2 separate regions of the Anas platyrhynchos genome follow, and region 2 is linked to region 1. A link is a contact called in public Hi-C data. All regions are on one chromosome and are shown on one strand. The core of a region is the stretch at or near the end of the contact, and the rest is flanking DNA. Distances in the headings are between cores, read along the strand shown. Region 1 overlaps LOC101805181 (b(0,+)-type amino acid transporter 1). Region 2 overlaps HS1BP3 (HCLS1 binding protein 3).

Region 1 (6,764 bases), core at 1,993-4,492:
TATTCTTCTTGGATGAAAAACAGAAACAACCACGTCAACTCACTTCATTTTAATGTCCATTTTATTGTAATCATCTTGCCATTCTCTGAGCTTTCAGCCTCTTGTTTTGGCATTATAAGCACCTGTGCTTGTAAACCCTAGGTGTCATAAATAAAAAGAACACTTCATTACAATAATATCTACAGAAAATGAAGTTGGTGAAAAATGTGATACTTGCAGCTTTTCAGCTCCCCTACATCTATATACAAAGCAGGAATATGTAAAGGCTGCTTATCCAAAGTGCTCAGTCTATCTGGGTTCTTTATTATTATTCATATGTCAGTGATGCACAGAAAGGATGGGCTAAGTGGTAAGATGCTTGACTGGACTTTGGGAGAAACAGCCATATTTTCCACACATGTCCTGTGTGACTTTGACCAAGGTGTAATCCATCCTTTGATCTGCTCACCTCCTGTAGTGTACTACACATCCGCAATATCAAACGGGGGCAATAACTCCCGTTCCACGAGAACTGTGTGAACAAGACCAAGGCTGATTTTACTTAGGTATGCAACTACAGGTGGTCAAAGCCACAAATATTGTGCACGTCAAACCTTAAACTTCCCACTTTTTGCATATGGACTGTAGATCTTCACGAAAGCACAGCCCCATGTGGTAGGCCCTATAAATAAGTCAAAGAAACGGAGATTGTTTCCGAAAAAAAACAATAACTGCCAGAATCCATTTTCTGTTGCATTTCTGTAGCTGCTGGTATCTGAGGAGCAGGAGGGGTGGCGTTGCAGAACGAGATCGTAATCAGATACACAGCTCTGGGATGGGCTGGAGGAGGCCTGGAGGATCAAGTGACCCTGTGCCAGGAACGCAGCGCTCGGTATGGGACTGCAGAGCAAACGCTGACAGAAAGTTGACCTGAGTAACATTTGTAATATTGAGACACAATGAGACATTTAAGGGACTAACACCTAGATCTTTTTAGTCTATGACAGGACAGCCCCACACAAAAACAGCATGGGCAAACGGAAAGAAAACAGCATATCATGTTCCTCTTGCCCCTAGAGCAAGAGGAAAAGGGTTGAGACTCAGGATAATGGGAAACTACCGTGACTGCAGTGTGTGAAAAGTGGGTTAGAATTTGAGAAGCTCTGGTGTCACAGTGGGCAGAGCTAGGTGGAAATAATTAAAGGCATTGCCAGGAATGGCTCAGGCTCACAGCCTGCTGTAGGAATAATATTTCACTGTCAGTCTTCTGTTGCCTGGTGCCTTGAAATGTAAGAGCTAAGATTTAGATCTGCTGAGGATGGTCAGCTCTTCTCTGGGTGGAAAACTAAAAAATGTATTCCTTTGGAATCTGAATGTAATCTGTCCAAGGAGAGATGAAAATGAGAAAAACGTGTGCTCAAAATGTTAAGGAAATGTGAGGAGCCATGGGTCTAGACCCTCTCAACTAAAGATTTTGGTGACACATTAATTCTGTTCATTCTCCCTCGCAGAAGACTAATTCCTAAGCCTTGAAAACCACGGTGCTGGAATAAAGCAGGAGGGCCAGGCAGCCATACGCCAGGAGGACACTATCTCAGTTCGCATCCCTGGCTGTCGGAGCAACTTCCAGGAACAACTGGAGATGCAAAGTGACTCGCTGCAAGAAGCGGGGGTGGCACTTAAAGCGCACCAGGGGGAAGTAAAGAATGACGCCGCTGAACATGAACAGAACGATGTAGAGGAACTCGATCTGGGGTTGGTCAATGATGGGAGCCAACACCAGGTACACAGCAGCCATCAGCACAATTATGGGGATGATAATCGGGACCTGTGAAAGCAAAACATCAGAGTAAAGACTCATGTACTCCTTGTGGGTCTGGACAACCCTGAAACTTGTGCAGAAGGCTTTTTAGCTGAAATTCTGCTGCAGCCTGAGGTATTACCCAGAAATCCCAATTAATCCAGGCATCCTGTTTCCCAGCCCACTCCATTCTAAGCTTCTGGCAGGCCTGCAAGAGCTACCCCACCACCACATACCCTAACCCCTTGACTTCCCTGACCTCCCAGACTCAAAGATGCAAACAGCACACAAAACATTACTGCAGAAACAGAACTCCATCTGCCTGAAGCCCATTCAGCCAACAGGTTGGGTCCTCACCCAGTGTCCTAGTCGCAGGACAGAGCCACAGGAGCAAGTGACAGGAAGACCTAACAGAGCACTGCTCTTCTTCATGCTAAGCCCTGCAGGACACTCGCTGTTTCTTCGTACAGCCTGGCAGTGTCAGCCTGTCATCTGTCACCTGGAGGAACCCCATGAAAATGAGGGTACTCATTCCGCTTGTCTCAGGGAAAAGCCACTGTCCCACCCTCACAGTCTCTTGAGCCCCCTGTTCTCCCTGGTCACTAACAAGGCCTTGCAACTCAACTCGCTCACGGCACCAGAGATAAAGCAGGTAACTCCTGATTTCCTTTCACTAAGCTGGTTTGTGGGGGTCAAACCTGTCCCCTGGCCATGGCAAAGGACTTGGGGCATTCTGGCTGAGTTTTCTCTCTTTGGCCAGGCTCTCACACCTGGGCTACCCTCTGAGGAGTGTCACTGTGCTCTCAGAGTGTAACCAGGTGGTTGTGTTGCTGATCAGAATCATCCTAATTTTTTCTCTTAAGTCTTGAAGGAAGAAAGAGAATACGGTAGATATATTTACCATAGTAAGGGGTCATTATTAGTGTATCGAGACAGAGAATTCACACTTGACTTATGGCTGCACACTCACACTATCTCACCCTCTGTAGACTTTTCTGAGACAAAATGTGAAATTAAAAAAGGAAGGACAACCACACTAAATCCATAGACAACTAACCCCAGTGCTCTTCCTTTCCTCATAATGCTGTCTCATTCATTCGAACAATCAAGGAAAAGGGTTGTGGGGGGTCCATGTTATTACTTCACCTTATAAGATCTGGGCAGTTCTGGTTTCTTGATTTTTAAATACAGGAGGCCAGAAATGGTCATGCCATAGAAAAACCATGCTATAAAACTGGAAAAAAAAAATAAAAATTGGGGTGAGATCATACAGCAGTGTCAGTCCTGCCTTGAATACCCCAAATGTACATATCTCCAATTAAACTGGAGAATATTGATATAAATGTAGTAGTCCTTGCATTCATTTCCTTTCCAGCACAAACAATGAGAACTTTGGAATGACTCAAATATTGCAGATTCATTTCAATATGAGGATGAATCACACCCAGTTAAGTCTGTAGTGACAGAAGCATTAATGCATTGCAGAGATGCTGGGTCTTAAGCTCTTTTCCCTGCTTCCCTCCCCAGTATGAGTCAGAAAGCAGTAGTTCAGGTTGAAAAAAAAAAAAATAATAAGAAACAAATAAGCTTCCAAAACAATGCCAAGAACCAGGGTCACAAGGGGATGCAAACAGAAGCGCTGTGCTTACCTGAAAAAGTTCACGATGCTGGTGAAGTTTCCTGACATTACCATTACCAGAGACATAGCGGATGTAAACAGCAGGGCAGGGGAGGGCGTGAGGCACCGCACGTGGGCCATGGACAGGATTTCTGGCTGCAAGCCGAAGCACAACAGCATGTGGTCACCTCACGTTCGCGCAGACACGCACCCATCCCCTCGGCAGCTGGGGGCAGTTCTGCCTGCAGCCAGACCCTCTCTTAGTCATCAGGCGAGCACTGTGATATAAAAGCCATTCAGCTGCAAGGAATGTAAACACGGAGCCCCCCGCAAGGATATTTTTATCATGTCTCACTGATTTCCTATCAGATTGGCTTTGGTTCAGGCAAACATGATGAGCATGGCCCTGCTCTTCTGCCCTCTGTCACCTTGCTCTGGGACTTCTCCTGGGCTGACTGGAAAATAAGACAACTATTCCCAATATATACATGCAGCCAACCATAAAGCAAACCAGAACACAGAGAGGATCACTAGCCTCTTTATTTCTTGGCTCATTGGGAAAGTTTAATGGAAAGGTTTCGTGTTTTATTTTCATTTTCAACCAAAATATCATCCAAGTACTTCTCCTAAAGCTCATAGAAATGGGGCAAGGGGGATGGTTGATTGGTATGGTCACATTCATATCCACAATTTTGTGGACTGCCTGGCACAGAGCTTGCCACGGTGCAGCAGACACTGTCACCGGTAAGAGAAGCCACCACCCCAGTTATTTATATATGTAAAAGATAAATAAACCACTGAAGAGCTATTGCTCTACCAGTTGAATGTATGTGGTGTTTTCCTTTCTGATTTAGTGCCACAAGAAGATAGAGTTGCTCAAAGCAAACCAGACCCCCGTTATGGGGTCCTTACCATATGGCCTTCCCTTGCAGCAATGTAGCACACGCGGCCTCCGCTAAAGAACGTGCCGTTCGATGAGCCAAATGTAGACAGCGCCACCGACAGGGAGATGAGCCATGCCCAGCTGCCCAGGACTTTGTCCCTGAGGTGGGAAAGAATTCACATCATAACATCCAGCACATAGGTGGACCGGTTGCACACCCTAGAACCAGACAGGTTTTTTCTCTCTGTTATTTTCACTGAAAGTTTTCATGTATTTATTTATTTTTTCCCAAAGCCTTTCTAGTGATTTAAAGCCTTCTCTCCATTCCTGTAATATTTAGTTGTTAGTCTCATCCAGAAGCAGCAGCTTTGCTTCCTGCCTGGTGTAGATACATTGCAATGGTGTACAAAGCTGTCACGACACACAAAACGCTTTGTGTGTACACATGCTGTGGTGTGAATCCTGGAGATGCTGCTTTTAGCACCAACAATATTAAAATGGAAAATGCAGAAAGACCATTACCACCAGAGCTGACAAAATATCCTGCATTATAACCCCTTCCCCAACAGGCATAAGAAAAAAAACCCTCTAATCTCACCTGCACTTATTTCTGTTCTGTGGACCAGTTTAGAACCAAAGCAATAGTTTGAATTTCAGAAGTTTGGTTTTAGAACATGCTCAGACATTTGCACTTTGCTTTCTTCAGAACAGAAGAAGTAGCAGGGCTACAAATATTTCGAGGACATATAATTTTCTCACCTAGAAGTGAAGCCTGTCTTTAGGAATGAAACAGCATGAAGAATATTAATTGAGTAATAAGTGCTGGTGGTTTGGGGTAATTATCACATACATGAACAAACACACAAACACAGTCTTCATCAAATTGGCAAAAATCCAAAGTTTGAAAGTGTTTTTCTTTTTTTTTTTTTTTTTTTTTTTTTTTTTTTAGGACAGATTTCCATCCGAATTGTGTGACTTTAAGCCTTATGTAGCAGTTTTTAGTATCACTAATCCCAAATGTTCAAAAATCAAGAGCTGGGCTTTCCAACATTATGGCAGCAGCTTATGTACCATAATAATTTCAAAAATATAGTATGTAAATTTAATATCTGGGTTATGGGCCATTGGGATTCAAGTTATTAAGCTACTTGTCATAGACAGAACTAAAAATTTCCTTTTTTTAAAATGATGAAATGATGAAATCTGGGCATTTCACATGATCACAAGACTCCATAACCTCAAGATCTCAGGGGAAAACAACTTATATCACAAAAATGGTAATAAAATATTTAGCAATTGGGTATTTTGCACTTCTGAGATTAGTGTTGTGCTGCTTGGGCTCTCAAAATGAACTACAGGGGCTGCCATGAATAACTTTGTACACTTTGTATAACATATAATATATATATATATATATTTACACATTTAACATATATATGTGTTATATATATATGTTATACGTGTATACATACATATACAGATATATATATGTATAACATATTATATATATATATATATATATTGAGATCCACACTTCTGTTAAATCACTGGCACCAAAGACATGTTGGGGAGAGTTTTGTGAGCCCATTTTCTGCCTGCACTTCTCATCTCTAAACAGTGTTTCTACCTAGCAATTTCCTTACTATATGGAGAATAAATGTATTTAAATGTGAAGTGCCCTCCTCTGGCTTCTTTATGCTCCTCTCTTTCCTTAATGGCCTGAAGAGCTGCATCTCTTGCTCATGAACCACAAATATTGCACCCTCCTCAGCCAGTGGCTATCCACCTGTCCTCCAGGCTTCGGAGTGCCCAGCTTTCCAGTTGCTAGTTCAAAGTTTCTTCCTGAATTGTGCTCTTGGGGTGAAAAGGTTAATCAGGCAGGAAAACAGAGGCGTTAAAAAGGAGGAAGCTCACAAGTAAGTTGTTAATCAGGAATGATGGGAAAGGAAGTGCAGAGAAAGTTCATGACACTGCAGCTTAGTAAGGCTTTGTAACCTGTTCAAACAAAGCACTAGGCCTTTAAAAGCTTCTGTTTATAATGACATGAAAGGCTATTAGAGAACACAAGAGCTCGCTCAGATCTTCAAACTGGAGATCTTGCGAAATGCAAACAGCAGCAGAGCCACTGCCGACTTTTTAGGAAGACGACGAGCAGCGACATAATCCCTGGATATAATGTGTTGTTGCTTCTGCAAGACTCATTTTCAGATATCATAGATTCTATGTCTTTGGAAAGATTTAGACTGGGTTTGGATATTCTGGTGGCAATATCAGCTGGTTCAAAGTCACTGGTGCCTACATTTCTCATGACAGTCCTTTCTATTTTATCCTAAAATCCTTGTTGCACACAGAGCCTATTCTACATCACTAAACACTTCAGGTTGATGGAAGGTACAAAGAGTTTGTAAGCAAATTTGGAAATTGAACCAACACACTCTGGTCTGGTCTAATTTCCGCGTGAAGAGTGGAGAGGATTAACCCAG
Region 2 (6,764 bases), core at 2,029-4,528, 240 kb before region 1:
AGGCTGTGAGCCGCTGCAGGCATCGATGTGATTGTGCAGTATTTCTTGCTCAAAAAACTTCTCTGTGTCCCCTGTAAAAAGATGGTGAGTAGGACAGAAGCATCCCCTCAGCTAACTCTGACCTCAGGGCTGCAATTTAGATCACACTGGATCAAGATGCGATATGTACCTATGGCCAAAATGAGACAAGCAGCAAAAAGAGATTTCAGATCTGGCATGTGGAGTTACAAGCTTTCACTGTGTATTCAAGCAATCTGGAGTCCTTTGTTCCCCAGCCATAATGGGATTGTGGCATTTCGAATTGAAATGTTTGTGAAGCGTTAAGAGAAGAAGAAATTCACATCCGTCATGACCTTCAGATCTAAGTTCTTAGGAACTGGAAGGATTTTTTAATTAAAAAAAAAAATGTCATTTGTAATATGCAGCACATGGGTTGTAGAACTGCTTAACCTTAAGGTTATATTTGGTAATTAAAGGAAAATTCAGCTGTATTTCTTTCAAAGGTCAGAATCCTCTTGTCCATTGAAACAATGAAGTTGGTTTTATCTTTTGTACTGCATAAGGTACTGCTGCAAAGGTAACACTTAATTATTGCCTGCAGATCTGCCATTTTCTGTGAGAAGAATAAAAGGCTTTATTTATCTTAAATGCTTTTCTTCTAGCCACACCTTACCTTTTTTTTTTCCACAATTAACTTCTCTCTTCCCAGCCTAATTAAAAACCCACCCAACCTATAGTGCTTTCTCATTCTATTTGTGCCTAGCTTAATTACTTCTCTTTTACAGGTTCCATTTGTTAGTCAGGTTCGTTCTTTTTCAGAGCTGAACAAATAACTGCTGGTGTTTGACAGGCACAACATGTTTTTTGGAGGAATTTACTGCAGGACTGTCTTCCTCTCATAAAACAAGGGAGTAAAATTATGTGGGTGTGTATTTGTCTGTGCTTTCAGTATTGGCTCTTTGCATATGTTGGCCTTCTTTCTATGGGCCTCAAAATCTGTGCACTGGGGCTGCCGTTTCCTGACCATACAGGTGTGTTGTGGAGATGCATTCCTTCACGTTACAACCTTGGGGATGTGAGGGGAAAGGAGAAACTGCTCAGTGTGGCAATAGGCTCAGGAGCCATTAAGAATTCATGTTCATTAAAAAAGAAATACTAGAGTGCTTGCTCTTCTGCTGGGTAAAACAGGTGGGGAGAACAGCATGCGGTCGTGTAATTAAAGTCTGCTGTAATGCATACCCACGAGGTCACCAAGCAACACTGATTCTGGGATGGCTTAACTTGGAAGTGTGCTGTAGAAGCTTAGGTTGTGTTTTCTGTGAGAAGGGATGCTGGGATGCTTTCTGTTCCTGTGCCCAAAGCTGCTGGCTGTTTGAAAGCATAGTGCTGCTGTACCTCCATCTTCTGACAGTGGTAAGAAGTGGGATTTTTAAAAAGAAAGTCACGTTAGCCCTATGTATTTCATGAAATACTGTAAAATCAGGCGTGTTCTTCACTCGCATGCATTGGCTGGCCAAAGTTAGCTCTGAGGCCTCCATTTCCTTGAAATCCAATCTGTAAATATAAAGCATATGAAGCCAGGTTTGAGGTCAGAAATGGGGCATTAAAAGGAGCCTAGGGAAAGGAGGCATTAAATCCCATTAACACTGAGTGGGATGGAATTCTCCCCTGCACATCTGAGAGTCCCAGGCTCGTGTCCTGCAGGCATTTTGCCGCGCTCCTCTCACACACGAGGCTCTTGTGAAGAAGGGGGCAAGGCACATGCATGAGATTTGAGGGATTAGCAGCAAACTTCAGGCTTCCACTTTGAACTTCCCGGTGGTTTTCTTAACCTTCTAGCTATATTTGATCATACTCATCTTACTTATCTGTTCCTGGTGCAAAAAAGCACTCAGCCCATCCCTGTCTCTCTTTCAGTTCTGCCTTGAAAGTTAATTGTTACAGGCAAATAGGGTCCTGACCCGGCAAATATGCACATCCTTTGCTGTATTTGCATGATTAACTCTTTTGAAGTTAAGTAGATCGAGCCTTTGATATTGTGACTTGAGAGAACCCCCTTGAAGTCAGTGCACTCGGGCTGACTTCAGCAGGTGGGGCTTTGGCTCAGCCGCATTCGTGAGTTCAGAGAGGGGCTTGGAGGGGAGAAGATGATTGCAGGATCAAGACCTAGAGGAATTACAGGTAACATAAGACAAATATTTTAGTATTAATCAAATGGGATTTGGTTACCTGATGAGGATTGATGACATAGGCTTTAGACCAACATTTTGGTTTTTAACCTGATGTTTTGGACCATAGAAACCATTGCCTCTTTTCAAAGGTTTGTGAATGGTAACCAGGAAAAGAAAGATTTAATTTTGCCATGTGCTGATGTGCCTTTCTTTTAAAAGATTGTCAGAGGACATCAAAGTGTAGGGGTCCAAAATGGCCATGGTAGGGCCACCTTCTTGACTGGAAAGTTGTGCGAATGCTGTGGGTTCTCAACTTAAGAACCCGGTGAGACCTCGCTGGTGCTGTGCAAGGCCCTTGCTGTGCTGCTGCTTTGGGACAGGGAGAGCCACATGGACCAGGACTGAGGTTGGTACCATCTGCCAGTCTTACTACCTTGGTTTTGGTGCTGGAAATGCAGCAGAGATAGCAACAGAATTGAAGGAAGATGAAGAGCCAGCAGCAGACAGGGTTTGAGGCACAGGAGGCAGAGAGCTGGCGGGGGCTGGAGGTTTCACAGCCTGTGTGGATGGTAGGTTATCCCAGCAGAGGGCATCCCCACACTGTTGGATGTTGGTTTGCAGGGTGTGTTGCAGGCTTTTGGGCACTATGTCAGAATGCTTTGCATGTAGTGTTATTACACTGCACGCTGTGTCTCATGCTATGGTTGGTGGTGGGCTTCGGAGCCCACGCAGATTCACAGCAGCTCGGTTAGCAATGGGATGTGAGGGAGGGCGTGCGTTTACCTTAGGTTCAGTGGTGTAAGTAGACATAAATTGAGATTTATGAATAACTTATGGATTTTGATAGAGGAGGAACGAAAATTGAGAGGGGAGAGAAACAAGTTGTTATGTCTCAGTTCACTCTTCCTTTTGGAGTATTTTATAGCTGTTTTGGCGTGGTCTTGGTGATTGTCTCCTGTCTTCTCATGCTTTCAGGCATTAATGTGTTATTTATTATTGCAATTAATTAGATGATAAACATTTTTCACAAATCAGGCTTGATTTTTTTTTCTGGGCAAAGCATAATATTTATTTTTCAGAAGTACTGGTGATTTCCTCACTGCCCTTACACTCATGGTTACACAGTGTGTTCGGAAGGCACGCTGGTATCATACCCTGTTCTGAGTGCTACTGGGAACCAGCAGACTGAAAATGTACAGCCATTCACAAATTCCAGATTTGCTTTCCCCTCTGTTTTTGGGGTATCTTTCAAAGGGAGGATCGTGTTATCCTGGGAACACCTCTTTATTGCCTTCACTTTAGTTCTTGGCTGCTGAATTGCATGGCAGATCTGCTTGGAGAGGACAATGCTGTTTGCATTTGCCTGTGCTGAATACAGGAGGCAAGTCTAAAATCTTTGTTTCTTATTCCCCTGTCAACTCCGGTTTGTTTTCATGTTTCAGATCTTTGTGATAGGGCTGCTTGCCTTTTATTAGTGGACACTGAACCTGGAGTGATCATTGTACAACCAAAATGCAAACATTTTTCAAATCACCTAGCGTGGTTGATAATTACTCCGAAAGGCAGGGAAGCATGAAAGCTAGGCTGGTTACTATTCTTTGTGGCAATGTCTAGTTAAGTGAGGTAGTCTAGGTGTGTCTGCTAATGTCAGGGCCTGCTCTCTGGCCTGGAGGGCAGCACAGTCTGCCTGCATCCACGGTATTGGACTTTCTTACCAACCCTTACCAACCACAAAGCCTAGCAGTGCCCAAACTGGCTACTGAGTGCTCTGTGCACCAGGCTAAGCCTTGGATGGAAAAAATTATCTGAGGGCGTGCTGCCTGCCCAGAGTCAAAGCTGAGCCAGGCGCTATCAGGTTCCAGTAGACAAGTTCCACTATCAAGTTCCACTTACTGGGAATATGCCCCGATACTGTTTAGTTTGCTGGTAGAGGTGTGGTGGATAGATACTGGGTTAATCTAAACTTGTTTCCCAGTTGCTTCTGTGCTTTTTGTCGGGTTGACTTTCTTTTCTTGGTGGAAGTATTCTGCTTTCTTCCATCCCAAGATGTGGTGCTTGAGTCTCTCCATCTTTTCAAGCACAGTAGTAATTGAGATTCAGTCCACTAGAGTTCACCAGAACAAGTTCCAGGAGGGTAAGTGTTGCACCCTAGCAGAGGATCTGTCCCATACGCTCTCTGCTAGCACTAGTTTTGGAGCTGTTGTTTTGTTTTGTTCTTTAAATAGCTCTGTGTTCATTGAGACACACTAATAGGTTTGGGGGCTGTGGAGCATCAAGATGAATATATTGGCTGTATAATACCACAGTCACATAGCATGACAGTCACTCTCCATTATGCCTCTAATGTCAGTTAGAGAGTGTTTTGTTTGCGTGATTAGATTGTATTTTTTTTTCACATGTTGTTTTGCAGTCCTGAATTCAAAACCGACTGCGGCATAGAAGCCACCCTATTTCTAACCAGCATTCCCATGGTTATTGCTTTCCTTGTATCATGAGCCTTATTTCTCCTGTCTTTGTAGAAGGAATGACTGCTGTGGGCAATTTCTCTTTGTATAAGAATCTGTAGGCCATGACCAAGTCGTTTTCATTCTCTCATGGATAAACTAAGGAGTCAGGGGTCAGCTGAGGTCTGTGCCCTTGGGTTTCTGTATTAGGTGCTGTGCAGGGCAGCAAATGTGCCAGCTGCTTAGGCCTCAACAGCCAGAAGCACACCAAAACCCACCAGGGCTGAGAAATCTGCCTTCTGGCATAGTGGGGAAAAGATTCACTCTGCTTTCTCCATCAGGCATGCACCTGGCTTTGCCTCCTGACTTTTGGAGCTGGTCACCAAATAGCTCATTTTTAGTGGACAAGAATTTTTGCTGTCAGAGAAAAGTATCTGGAGCAGTGATCTTCCCGGTATTTAATTAACTGATGAGTCAGGCAAATGGATGCTGGGTACCTGGCAATGAGCTTCTATTTCATTAGGGAGCAGATTTTAATAACAGAATTAGAAGACCAGCAACAGTGTTTGGGGATTCACTGTGGAGATAACAGGCTCTTACCAGGCTTTATGTAAATCTCCTCGGTAATACATGTTTTCTACTTCAGTTTCCAGGTTTAATGTTTCACAGTGCTTAACCTGTTGCTTGCTGCTCATGTCTCCCTCTTGCCTGTAAAGAAACTTACCCAGACAACATGTTTTGTTGCAGGTCTCCAAGAAATACAGCGAGATAGAAGAGCTCTACCACAGACTGGCAGCCCGGTATCCACAGGTTTCTCTTCCACCCTTGCCTAGAAAAGTTCTCTTCGTGGGGGAATCCGACATTTGGGAACGAAGAGCGATGTTCAATGACATCATGAAATTCATCTCAAAAGACGAGGATCTAGCAATATGTCCTGAGTTACTGGAATTTTTAGGTAACTAAAAGATGTGAGTGTCCCTTTTCCCATGAATGTGATTAATAGAAGCTGCGTTAAGTACTTGACTGAGGTAGCCAAGAACTAGAGAATGCCAGAGTAAAGGCTGTGACTGAAAATATTCTCTTGTGCATCTATAGTGCTGCATAGTCATGTTTGCTGTTATTTTCCCTTCTTTCCAGTGGACACACACCTTACTCAGAAGCACTGATGCCACAATACTTGCTTTGAAGATATCCATTGCACCCTCTCTCATTTCCCTTAGGCATATACCAAAGCTGTACTACAGAACGTGTGAGTTTAGAAGGCTAAATAATCATTTACTGCCAGTGTAGGAATAGACCTTGAAAAGACAGTGCAGGGCTCCTTTAGAGAACAACTGCTCCATGTTTTGCCTGTTTTTCATTCCTAGTAAAACTACTGGGAATTGCTGAAGTGTATACTATTGACCCTCGAAAATATTTGAGTAAAAGTGTGATGCTTTTTTAGTTAAACCTGTTCTCTGCCTTCTTTTTTATATATAATTTTCCTTAGCCTCGTGTCCAGTTCTTGTTGCCCATTCCAATAATCCATACAAGTCCTTTCTTATGTTCCTTGGGCAGAGAAGGGAGTCAGTGAATAAATGGAACAGATGGGCTCTCTGCTCTTAATTCAGCTGAGAGTTGCTGAGCAGGGAATACTCCTGGTGCTGTGCAGGATTCTCAGTGTAGTGTTAGTTTTAAGGAGATGAAGTTGCAAGGTGCTAACAAGTCATCATGTGTGAACTGCCAGTTTTGCAAAGGTGTGAAGCATGGCCAGGTTAGAAGTTCTGTGACACTGACAAGAGCACATCCCTGTAACTAAATCTCTATCAAGCATGAAGTTCACAGTTGAAATCAGCTTCCTAAAGTAAAGGGGGACAAAATTACATCATTTTAGGAAAAGGATTGTGCCAAATAAGATTTGAGAGTTCTCCCCCAGCCTTATCAGTGCTCTCTTGAAAGCAGACCCCTTGCACAGAGAATTTAGAATTCATGTTGCATGAGTCTTCGCTGTATATGGTACAGATGTCTACATCTGAACTGTCTTTATATTCTGTGGACAGATTGTGTGTAAGTAATATGACCTGCTCATCAAAGACTGCCTTAGAATAATATGTCTCACCCTACCAACCCAGGTGGAATTCAGTATATACACTGCAGATCCTCAAGCTAG

Evidence for each region. Hi-C and Micro-C count contacts between places; a contact is called where the count stands out from the background.
Region 2: a Hi-C map of skeletal muscle shows a contact between it and region 1, with 4 times the contacts expected there. The contact joins two enhancer-like sites. A contact is called at or near these places in 2 of 8 Hi-C or Micro-C datasets (F1 follicle and skeletal muscle).

Annotation. Positions count from the first base shown.
Region 1 is chr3:110,829,684-110,836,447 of IASCAAS_PekinDuck_T2T, reverse strand. LOC101805181 (b(0,+)-type amino acid transporter 1) reads right to left here. Exons shown (of 6, transcript XM_005012939.6): 3 at 4,311-4,440; 4 at 3,430-3,554; 5 at 2,927-3,014; 6 at 44-1,807. The coding sequence ends at 1,574. Among named protein-coding and RNA genes, the nearest start is that of PUM2, 20 kb to the right of the region's middle. Within about 2 kb of position 3,242, at least 4 of the 8 cell types and tissues checked have an H3K27ac peak or open chromatin away from gene starts, as enhancers often do. A contact at or near this core is called in F1 follicle, where this site is marked.
Region 2 is chr3:111,074,560-111,081,323 of IASCAAS_PekinDuck_T2T, reverse strand. HS1BP3 (HCLS1 binding protein 3) reads left to right here. Exons shown (of 7, transcript XM_038176433.2): 3 at 5,363-5,570. Among named protein-coding and RNA genes, the nearest start is that of HS1BP3, 11 kb to the left of the region's middle. Within about 2 kb of position 3,278, at least 3 of the 8 cell types and tissues checked have an H3K27ac peak or open chromatin away from gene starts, as enhancers often do. A contact at or near this core is called in F1 follicle, where this site is marked.